2 separate regions of the Canis lupus genome follow, and region 1 is linked to region 2. The links are chromatin contacts, called in public Hi-C maps. All regions are on one chromosome and are shown on one strand. Each heading gives the region's core, a stretch centred on a gene start, on an enhancer-like site or on the middle of the called end of the contact. The rest is flanking DNA. Distances are from core to core; before and after follow the strand shown.

Region 1 (5,683 bases), core at 1,594-4,093, 95 kb before region 2:
AATATATATATATAATTATATATATATATATATGGTCTCTCTCTTTTTTTCTTTTTAAAGATTTTATTTTATTTATTCATGAGAGACAGAGAGAGACAGAGAGAGGCAGAGACACAGGCAGAGGGAGAAGCAGGCTCCATACAGGGAGCCGGACGTGGGACTCGATCCGGGGTCTCCAGGATCAGGCCCTGGGCTGAAGTCAGCGCTAAACTGCTGAGCCACCAGGGCTGCCCTGTGGTCTCTTTTTAAATGTAAAACTTTACATTTTAATCACATCTATTGATCCTTTTGTTTATAATTTCCTTTAATACTTTTCATCTAATGAAATCCTCCCCCAGATAGATAATTAATTTTTTCTTCGATTTCCCCATTTAATAGCTTAAACCATAGACTTGAAGTTATTTATAATCCCACATGATTTAACAACATTTTTCTTTAACATTCTACGTATGCTAATGAATCTTATGATCTGGATGAAAATCAAAGTTATTAAGATTAGTTTAGACCTAATCAAAATTTGCTGTGTGTCTAGCTCAAAACAAAAAATACTTCAGAAGTAATTTAGCTGCATTTCAAGATTAGTTTGGCTGTGTTTTTTGTTTGCTTTGTTTATTTTTTCCTGATCAACTAAAGTCTCCCAAAACTACAACCGACATGAAATCCTGGGAAAACAGGGAGAAGTTAGGCTGTTTTTAGATTATTAATCTTTGACTCTTAGATATAAGAAATGAGAAGAGGGCTGGTTTATTTAAAAAAAAAATTTGATAAGCAATAAGGTTCATTTATTCCATTGGTAGGACAATCATCTTGATAGGAATCCTTGAACTCAGAAGGCCTCTTCAGGATTATTTACTCCAGCCACCGACTGTGATCATGTTGTGGTGTTAATACAGCAAAACATTTTAGTTTGGTGGCTAACTGAGCCAAGAAACTTGACAGAAAGGAAAATTTTCCTTATACCCAGACTAAGCAACCAAGTCAGACATTTCATAAACTCACAATAAAATGAAATTGCTATAAAGTGAATCCACCTAATAACAACAACAACAACAACAAATAGGCAGATAATAATGATTGGAATATTGTCCCTGGGAAGAAGCCTTGGTCTGATTCTAGTTTTGCTCTGTTGATGAATCCCCTCAGGGTAGGATACTAAGGCGATAAGCGAGCTCGCAGTTCTACCACGATTCAGTCTCAGACCGCTTTTGTGGCATGTATTTGAAATACGGTTAGCTCATCCGTAGAATGACTGTTTTACTTTAAAAACTACCCCATTAAAATGAGAGTTTGAAAATCAAGGACACTAAGGAACTTTTCTGAGCCCTCGAACAACAATACTTCCTAGGATTTATAGTAAATCACATTTCCAGTGACTATATCGTAACCACCAGCACTTCAGAAACAAGAGATGAATATGTATGTACTCTAAAAGAATTACATTTATTAGATACATTTTAAATGAACAATAACCAAAAGAGAAAACCCAACCTGAATATGGCTTTAAATTATTTGGTTACCCCCCCCCCCAAAAAAATATTTGGTAACCCGATGCTGATAATATTTTTACATAAGTTCCATTACAAAAAATAACTTGATTTATTAAATAAATATGCATAGAGCACTTCCTATGTGCCAGATCCTCGGAATATATCAATGAATTAAATAAAAATTCTTACCCTGAACCTTGTAAGGGAGCTAACTGTTCAGTATCTTGATTGTCACACACATGATGGTCACACAGATCTAAATGCGCGATACAATTGGTTGGAACTAAATACACACAGAAATCAATTCACATAAAATAATAAAATCTGAATAAGGTGGATAAAGTGTATCAATGTCAATTTTCTGACTGTGATGTTGTACTGTTGTTTTGGAAGACGTTCCCACTGGAGGAAACTGAGTAACTGGTATACAAGATCTGTTTGTACCATTTCTTCCAATTTGCATGTGAATCCACAATCCTCTGAAAATGAAAATTAAAAAAAAAAAATTTCTTACCCTCAGAGCTTAAATTCTAGTAGCTGAAGACAGACAAAAAGTAGCAAATATAGTAAATAAGTGAATTGTGTAGTAGGTTAGAAAGTTATTAAATGTTACCAAATATATGTCAAGAGACGGGGAACCAGCAGTATCCTAGGTGGATTGTGAAGATGATATTTGAGTAAAGGCTGAAGAGCTTGGAGTTTGCCTGTGGGAAAAGCGTTCAGTGGAGGAACAGCCACTGCAAAGCCTTCTAAGGTAGGGATGAACTTGAGTGTCCAGGAGCTGCAAGGGGCCAGCCACCTGGAGCAGAGGGAGAACAGTGGGGGATGAGGACAGAGAATGATGAAGCACCAAAGGGTGGGGGACTTTGGAGGCCGTTGCAAGGGCCCCGGCTTTTCCTCTACGTTGGGAAGGCTTCAGAGGGTCATTGAACAGAGTGACTTATTTGTAAAGGATCACTCTGGCTCCCACATCACAAACAGGGTATAGATGAGTAAAAGTGAAAGCATAGAGACCTGTCAGGAGACCAATGCAGGCACCCGGAAAAGAGAAAATAGTGGTGGATAGGAAATTTAATGAGAACTATGACAAGAATCTAGCAATTTGCTAATTCTGTGCTAACACACACCAGGGCCTCATACGGCAAGGACCGTCTCCACAAACTTGCAGTGTATTTCCAAGGCCAACTGTGTAGAAGGAGATTACGTAATGCCTAATTTGCATAAAACGAATTTTGCTCTTTATCATGGGGCATCACAAAGATCCCCTTTGTAAATGGTCTTTTCTTGATGCAACACTGCAACACTTCATGAGAGCCTTGCCCTACCTGATTCAGAAAGCTCCTGCTCCCCTCACTGCCCCTTTTCTGCTTGTTTGGAGCCCAAGGGAAACTCTCCGGCTACAATTTTCTGGCCTGATTGCCTGATTGAAGCCTGCCAGGTCAGGACGGCCGGCTCGGTCACTCTGGCTCCCTCTACTGACTCGAAAAGGGGGCCAACAAAGAAACCAGATTAGATTCATCAGCCCCGTGTAATTAGGAAGAAAAATCAAAAGAAGGAATTTTTTTCTGTATGTTATCCAAGTGTGGTGTTACCCAAGGTAAACATGTTTAAGGCATTTGAAGAACACAGATGTCTGCATTGCCTATGGTTTAGAAACCAAACATTCCTATAAGCTGAACACCAGAGACACTGGGCCCATTCAGTCCTCTCCAGCCCATTATTTCTCTGCATCATTTTACTCTGAGTACGTTATGGGGGCTTTAGTGACTGTTTATATGGTCCGTAAACAATATCTCCTTAAAATCATTAAAACAGGTCCACTTGCTTGCCACAGAACAGGTGACACTTTGAAACAATTCAATCTCCTCGGTAGTCAAAAGCAGATGTTCTTTTGAAAATGTGGTTTATCCTGAAGTACTGCCAGCCAGGTGGGAGAGTTTTCGTACAATTAAACGTGCCTAAAGGTGAAGAAAAGAAGAAAAAAAGGATTATGTGGCTGGATAAAATAAAAAGCAATATTCTATGCAAGGAACTCTTGAAAGTAACGGGAAAAAACTGCATATTCATAGACTGAAAGATTGCTTCTCTTTTCTTTTGAGCCACACGATTTGACAATGAAAGTGTTTATTCATCTGGTCCTGGATATAAAAAGAAAGTAATCTCAGCACCATTAATTCTATGAAAACCTCCACATTTTAACATCTCTCAACCATAGGCTGTGTTTTCCTTTGTTCCTAGACATCACAGCAGGGGGAGTTGCCTCCTACATGAAACTTTCTTCCAGCTAAAAGGTATTTCACGTGATAGAATGTTTCTTCACGCTTTCCTAGATGTCAGTAGTCTTTAAGAGGTGAAGCCAAATGAAGGTTTTTTAAAATTTCTGTGACTTCCTAGCCTGCTCACAAATTAATCTGTAATAGTAGATCATAAATCCGACTTTAAAAATAACCTAAGGAGGAAAAAAAAAAAAAAACATTTATAACTGAAAGGTGCAGATTTCACAAACTCAGTTTTTCACATAGTAACGAATAAGTTGGTTATACAACATTTATGTGCACATTAATTTTGTGAATTATTTATTAATTCAAAACGCCATCATACTATATCACCTTAAGGGTGATACAGGTTGAGACTTTAAATGTGGATCAATAAAATACTGCACCCTTTGGACGCATTCATTATATTGTCAATATTGATAAGAGACCTTCAAAATCTTTTAAATATTCTGGAAAGAACGCTGTACTTAAAAGTTGTCATAGAACGTTGTTGCCTTGGCTTATTCAGCACCTGATGTTTATAGCATAATATAGGCTTTTCAATTTTTAAATAATAAAAAAAAATGATCTCTTGTACTACTCTTCCTTTCCATTGTGTTTCTCCTCAGAGCAGGAAACTTGTCTTATTATGTCTCTATCTGAATAAATCTTTTATAATGAAGTACCCCAAACGCTTGTCGGTTAACACCATCTCCAAAGGGGGGGGGGGGTGGAAATGCTTTGATCTCTACAATTTAAAATGGATCTCCTCTCTCCCTCTTTGCTCATCTCCAAGCAAGAGAACACATCACAGCAATCTGCAGCTAACTCTTCTTCCACCACCAACTCTATTCAAACTAAATGAGTGTGCTGCACTTCCTCGGCCAGTCACCCTTCTCCCATGCAGTCATCCTCACATGACATTTGCAGTAGTCCCTGAAATGACTCCGTTTTCAAGAAGCCAAATCAGAAATCCTTACCCACACACTCCATGTCCTCTCAGCCCCGTGCCTCACCCGCTCAGCCATCCCCTGCTGTCTGCAGTAGTCCTGCAAGCATTAGCCCCCCACTCTGCAAACGAAACCTCATTTCCCTTCGGTTTTCCAGTAAACCAGATCCATAGGCCTCACTTAAGATCTTCCATTCTTCCCATCCACCAGTGCGTCCTCTCACCCTGCTTCTCCAATGGAAGTTCTGCTACTCCAGTCTCTCAAACAGGAGGCTGGCCATCAGGGGCCCATGGGTTACAGTGTGAGGCAGACACAGGCCCGCATACAGAAGGGACCAAGGCTTCATTGCTGTCTCATCAGCAGTATTTCCTCTCCCCCATGGTCCTCTACATATTCTCAGATCACACTGGGAACCAAAGCAAAACATGAGATACCGGTTGCTGATAATGGTAAACTCATATGCACTGCCACAAAGAGTGAATACTCAGCTCTCCGAATGGAGGAACAACTAGAGAAACAACATTTTTAACTGTTAGTTGCACTACCCTTCTCAGAAACCAGCAGGGGTGAAGCAACCCAAAATGAAGTTCAGGAGGGCACAAGTTAAGAACTGCCTTGTGAGTTGCTAGATAATGAAAGTATGCTCGACCAGATGTTCTTGTCCAATGTTAAATCAAAACATAATTGCAGGCAACAGGCTTGCGCAGTGGCAACCTGAGTAAGGCGAAAGGGCCCACAGTGACCACTGAGCTGAATGCAAACAGGCTCACTAAGCAACCCACCTCGAAATGGCCATAAGCCTAACTAACCAATGGGCTACTTACAACTAGACACTGGTACCAGAAAAGGGAAAATCCCAAACATTCCCATACCTCCTCACCCCATCCTGTTACTATAGCCCCTCACCACCGCCTCCTGGCAAGACAGTCTATTCTTTGCTATCCTGTTGCTCCCTTGCTGTAGATTCAGGAAACTTCCATCTCCTTTGTTC
Region 2 (5,530 bases), core at 1,083-3,582:
GACATCTGTATTAAAAGTCTTAAAATGGAGAGACAATGATTAAACGCGTGTCTGGAATTAAAAATTACAATTAGTGAGAATTCTCTTGGTACATCACAACAGGAAAATTTTGTTCTTTGCTTCTGGAGGAACACCCTAGAACAGATAACCCCAAAAAATTTTTAAAAATAATACAAAGGGGAGCTAAATACCTGAACATTTGAACAAAATGAAGCCAGATAAAAAAGAAAGAAAGAAGGGCAAAAAAAGAAAAAAAACAAAAAAACAAAACAAAACAAAATAAAAAAACAAAAAAACAAAACAAAAAAAAACAACCAAAACCATTGCAAGACATGGAAATTACATTTTAAGGGCTGGAAATAATAAAGAAATTCACCAAACAACAGGCCCTATTGTCCTGGCTCCTTCAGGAAGATTACAGAAAGGAAACTAGGAAGTGGTTTGGGGAATAGCAGATTCTGGGTTATGGTGGGAAGTTCACAGGTTGGCACCGGCTGGAACAGCTGAGTTTTGAAGGCACTCTGCAGACACAGGGGTGCTGGGGCCCTGAATCACATTTTTGAAGTCTTTGTACTGTATTTTAAAGAGCTAGTCATCAAAACCTGTCACTGCCAACCAAAAAGAAAAGCTAAACTTAAAAAAAAAAAAAACAAAAAACAAAAAGAAACCCAAAGAAACACACACACACACACACACACACACACAGTACACACAAAAATGTGCAGATCTGTAACATTTTTTTTTCACAGCTGATAAAAAAAAAAAAAAAATACTACCGTTCTCCCCCAGACTCCCCTTTGATACAGTAGGTAAACAAAATAGATTTTTTTTTTTTCCACAAATATCAGCAGACACTTTCTGGCACCCCACACTGCATTGGCATCAGTGTTTACAGTCCCAGTTCAGATGTGCATACTTCAGATTGGATACACTGTAACAAGAATCCAACTTTGCATAGACATCCTTAGAATCACAATCAGTCACAGGGTTGCCCTTCCAAGCTGGCAGAAAAGGAACCCGATCTTTAATTTCCAGCTCCTCCTGGAAAAAAAAAAAAAAAAAAAAAAAAGGAAAGAAAAAAAAATAAAAAAATAAAAAATAAAAAAAGCCAACACAAAAGTTTCTTCCCTTCCTCCTGTCCTGCTCCTTCATTTGGTTCTCCCGGACTTCCTTCCATGTGGAACTACAAAAAGGGGTGGTTGGAGGCAAAAGAAAAAAAATAAAAATAAAAAAAAAAAAAGGAAAAATTGCCCCCTCCCTTTCTACCTCCCCACCCCATTTATTTATTTATTTTTATTTATTTTCTTTTTCTTTTTTTTTTTTTTTTGCAGGCTGAAACTTTGGCCCGTGTCGAGCTGCCCACACAGCGCCCTAACGGCTCCTTACGCGGGGAGTGGGGTGGAAAAATCCGCGTCTCCCGGGGTCCACGAGCAGCGTGCATGCAGCAGGAGCCGCACCGCCCCCGGGGCTGCACCGGGGCTGCACCGGGGCTGCACCGGGGCTCGGAGGGGGAGGTCAGCGGAGGTCGGCGGAGGTCGGCGGAGGTCAGCGGAGGTCGGCGGGGGTCGGGAGCCGGGCGGTGCAGCCCAGCCGGGCCCCCGGCACCCCCGCCCCCGCCCCGGGGCCGAGGCACAGCGGCCCCCGAGGTCGGCGCGGGCGCAGCGCATCCCCCCCGCGGGGGCGGGCGCGGGGGCGGGCGCGGGGGCGCGGGGCTCCCGCGCGCGGGCGGCTCAGAGGATCACGCAGGCCGAGCAGCAGCCCTCGTCGCCGTTGGGCTGCGCCGCGTAGTTCATCTGCCGCACGATCTCCGCGAACAGCTCGTCCACCGAGGCTTTGTTTTTGGCCGACGTCTCCATGAAGGGGCAGCTCCACTCCTCGGCCAGGGCCTTGCCCTCGCCGTACGACACCTCGCGCTCGCCCTCCAGGTCCACCTTGTTGCCCACCAGGATCATGGGCACGCGCTCGTACCGCTTGACGCGGATGATCTGGTCCCGCATGGGCTTGATGTCCTGGAAGCTCTGCTGGTTGACCAGGCTGTAGACGAGGATGAAGCCCTGGCCGTTCTTGATGTACAGGTCCCGCATGGACGCGAACTGCTCGGTGCCCGCCGTGTCCAGGATCTCGAGCACCGACGGCGACGAGTCCACCTCGATCTCCTTGCGGTAGAAGTCCTCGATGGTGGGGTCGTACTTCTCGATGAAGGAGCCGGTCACGAACTGCACGGTGAGCGCCGACTTGCCCACGCCGCCCGAGCCCAGCACCACCACCTTGTACTCTCTCATGGCTCCGCCGGCGCCCTCGCCGCGCCCGCCGCGGCCCCGTCGGGGGTGCGCGCCGCGGGGCGCCTGGGCTCGTCGGCTGCACGACCTGCCCCCGGGCTCAGCCTGGCGGCGGCGGCGGCGGCGCGGCGGCGACGGCGGCGGCGCGGGAGGACAATGCCGGCGGCCCGGGCGGCGGGAGGCGGCGGCGGCGGCGGCGGCGGCGGGCTGCCGGGGGGGCTGCTGCTACGTGCGCGCCGGCCCGGGCCGCGCGTGGCATGGGGCCCCGCAGACCGTGCGCCCACCGCCGCGGCCCAGCGCGCTCTCCCCGCAGCCTCCGCGGGGCGACGGCTTCCTACTCGCCGCGCGCAGCCCGGCCCTCCCCGCCCCGGCGAGCATGCCCAGTGCGCCGACGGCCTCGCCCGCGCCAGCCGCCGCGCCGGGTTTTCCGGGGGGCCGGGCAAGGGGGCGGGGCCGCGCGCGGGGGGGGCGGGGCCGGGGCGGGGCCTCCCCAGGAGCGGCCTGCGAGAGGCTCGGGGTCGGCACGGGGGGCGGGGCCTCGCGCGGGGGCGGGGCTTGGGCCGCGCTGGGGGCGGGGCGAGGGCGGGGCCTCCCCGGGAGCGGCCTGCGAGGGGCTCGGGGCTGGGCGCGAGGGGCGGGGCCTCGCGCGGGGGGCGGGGCCGGGGCCTCCCGGGGAGCGGCCTGCGAGGAGCTCGGGGGCGGGGCCGCGCGGGGGGCGTGTCCGGGGGCGGGGCCTCCCGGGCCGTGCGAGGGGCCCAGGGCCGGGCGCGGGGTGAGCAGCGCGCGTGGGTGTGCACGGGGGCGGCTTGGTGCAGCGGGGCGGTGGCGCCGCGGCGTGGGCTGCGCGCTCGGCCGCTCCCGTTGTCCCGGGCGCCGGGAGACCCCGAGGGCGTGGGAGCGGCGCGCGGGGCACCTGTGCCCCCTCCCACGGCGCGGGCCCCGACACGCTCCCGGCCCCCCACTCCCGTCGTCCCGCACAAAGGGGCCCGCGGGGGCTCCGGCCGGCACAGGGGAGCCTCCCGGAAGCGCGGAGGCCGGGCCGACCCCCAGCCGCACGGCCGCGGCGCCGGCAGCGAGCCCGGGCATGCTCAGTGGGCGGAACAGGTTTTCGGGCTTAGAAATAGGAAGCTGGGGCCCGCGCAGCCACCGCGCGGCTCACATTACCTCTCCCGGCCTCGGGCCCCATTGGCCCCGCCGCGCCCGTCTCGCCGCCCCGGCCGGGGCCCCATTGGCTGCCGCCGAGGCTCCCGCACTTGCGGCCGCTTCATTGGCGGAAAAGTAGCCTCGGCTCGCGATTGGCGCCTGCGGAGCTCGAGCGGGGGGCGGAGGCGCAGCTGTTCTTTCCCCGCTGCTCCCCGCCCCCCCCTCCCGCTTCCCCCGACCTAGTCGTTCTGGGAGCCCGGGGTGCAAAAAAAGAAGAGGAATTAAGGCGGAGAGCTCGGCGCTAAATATAGTGCCCCGCTGGCGCTGCGGGGCGAGCCTGGCTGCGCAGCGCCCGGAGGCCGCGGGCGCCCTGCTCCCCCCGCTGGGCCCGGGCTCCTGCGGAGTTTGCAAAGTGTGCGGCTGGGCGGGAAGTGGGGGGACGGGGGCGTGCAAGGGGGCCGCCCGGACTGCGTGCGCCGCCCGCTCCGGGTCCCGGGGCGGGGGCGGGGGCGGGGATGCCCAGGCTTGTCCTCCTGCAGACGTCTGGGTTTGGGGGCGGGCCGCCTGCACGTCGGGCTGGGCTCGCGGCCGCGGGAGGGGCGGGGGCGCTGCCTCGACCTGCCCCAGCCTCCCTGCCTCCTCGCCCGGGGCCGGGACCCGGGACCTGTCGGGGGGCCCGCGTGTGCACGAGCCCCGGAGCCGGGGGTGCGGGGGTGGGTAGGGGGGCACGAGCTGCGTCAACCCCCCCAGCTCCGAGTCTGCACTTTTTTTTTTTTTTTTTTTTTGGTTTTGCAAGCCGAGGCTACTCGCGCTCGGCGTGCGCTTCGGACGAGACGCGCCCGGCTGCGTGGCGAGCGCTGGGTTTGGGCCCCGGGTCCGGCCACGTTCGCGGGCTGACCTGCCCCGAGCCGCGGAGGCGCAGCCCCAAGTCCCCACCGGCCCCGGCGGGACGTGGGTGCAGCCGCCGCCTGGGGGGTGGGGAGGGGAGCGGGGTGCTGGGGGGTGCCGGGGGGTGCCCGCCCCGCCCTCACGGTGGAGCGCAGACAACGTGTTTTAACCTTGACTATCAGAGAGCCCGCCTCGAACTCTGTGCTTATGTAATCCTCCAGGAAAAAAAAAAAAAAAGAAGAAAAAAGCAAAGAGCACCCCACCTGTCAGAGGCACACCCACCTCCTGCAGCAGAGGAGAAGCCCCGCAGCACTGACCAGCGCTGAATGTCTGCAGAAGGTCCCGCACGGCTCCTCCGCGCCGCCTCACAGGCCTTGTTACACCTGTTTTAAAGAGGAAGCAACTGAGGTCCTGGGATGTTGGGTGACTTGCCTGCGATTTCCCAGCGGGTGAGTGGCCGGGCTAGGACCCCGGCCTCCCTGTTGGGCTGCAGAAGCTGGCGTGTGCCTCTCGGGGCCCTACTGCCTCCTCTCGGGGAAGTCCCCAGGTTGTACTCTTGCTTAGGGTCAGCCTTGGGGCCTGAGGTCAGACTGTCTCCACCCCAAGCGAGAGGGACCTCTGCCCACCGCCCCGGGGTTCTCCCCTGGTGATGCACCCTCCCGCAGGGTCAAGGAAGCTGAACCTGCTTCTAGGCCAGGCTCCAGGGAGTCAGAATTCTGGAATCCTCTGCCCAAATAGGACTTGCTTGGAATTTTGAACTCAGTCCTGTGTCCAGGGATGGCTGTTTGTTGGGCTGAGGTGTGCACTCCCAGGTGCTGTGGGCTCCCAGTGGGTGCAGGAAGGGTCCTCCATGGAGTCAGCTTTGCTTCCCTTCCCCTTTCCAGCCTCCTCCTTGGAAGAGTCCCGAATTCCTGATTCACACCATGCAGGTCCTTGTAAGGAGGTATTTGTCAGGGTGAGAGGACACATGGATCCTATTTTGTTAACAGTTTGCTATCTTGATTTATAACTTAAGTATTTAGAGTAATGCTATGTGGGCCTCTCTTTGTCCTCTTGCCCACAAATACTAGGAAGGGTCCTGAGTCTGACATAATAGAAAATACTTTGTCCTTACAGGTCTGGTGTCTCGTCTCAAGAACTGGATATCAGTTATTATCTGAGACCTTGGGCGAGTCCCTTGAGCTCTCTTGACTCCAGTTTCCCCGTCTATAAAATGGTGA

Evidence for each region. Hi-C and Micro-C count contacts between places; a contact is called where the count stands out from the background.
Region 1: a contact with region 2 is called in a Hi-C map of blood, with 5 times the contacts expected there. The contact joins the enhancer-like site here to the promoter of RAP2B in region 2. A contact is called at or near these places in 3 of 9 Hi-C or Micro-C datasets (all in blood).

The regions. Positions count from the first base shown.
Region 1 is chr23:48,146,596-48,152,278 of UU_Cfam_GSD_1.0, reverse strand. LOC119865316 (a long non-coding RNA gene) reads right to left here. Exons shown (of 3, transcript XR_005376746.1): 2 at 2,101-3,445; 3 at 1,420-1,966. Among named protein-coding and RNA genes, the nearest start is that of RAP2B, 95 kb to the right of the region's middle. Within about 2 kb of position 2,843, at least 3 of the 20 cell types and tissues checked have an H3K27ac peak or open chromatin away from gene starts, as enhancers often do. A contact at or near this core is called in blood, where this site is marked.
Region 2 is chr23:48,051,440-48,056,969 of UU_Cfam_GSD_1.0, reverse strand. RAP2B (ras-related protein Rap-2b) reads right to left here and starts at 2,332. Exons shown (of 2, transcript XM_038570198.1): 1 at 1,727-2,332; 2 at 1,640-1,691. The coding sequence starts at 2,282. The coding sequence ends at 1,731. LOC119877426 (serine/arginine repetitive matrix protein 1-like) reads left to right here and starts at 2,537. Exons shown (of 5, transcript XM_038570205.1): 1 at 2,537-2,718; 2 at 3,095-3,383; 3 at 3,562-3,836; 4 at 4,532-4,759; 5 at 5,427-5,530. The coding sequence starts at 2,537. LOC119865433 (a long non-coding RNA gene) reads right to left here and starts at 1,571. Exons shown (of 3, transcript XR_005377227.1): 1 at 1-1,571.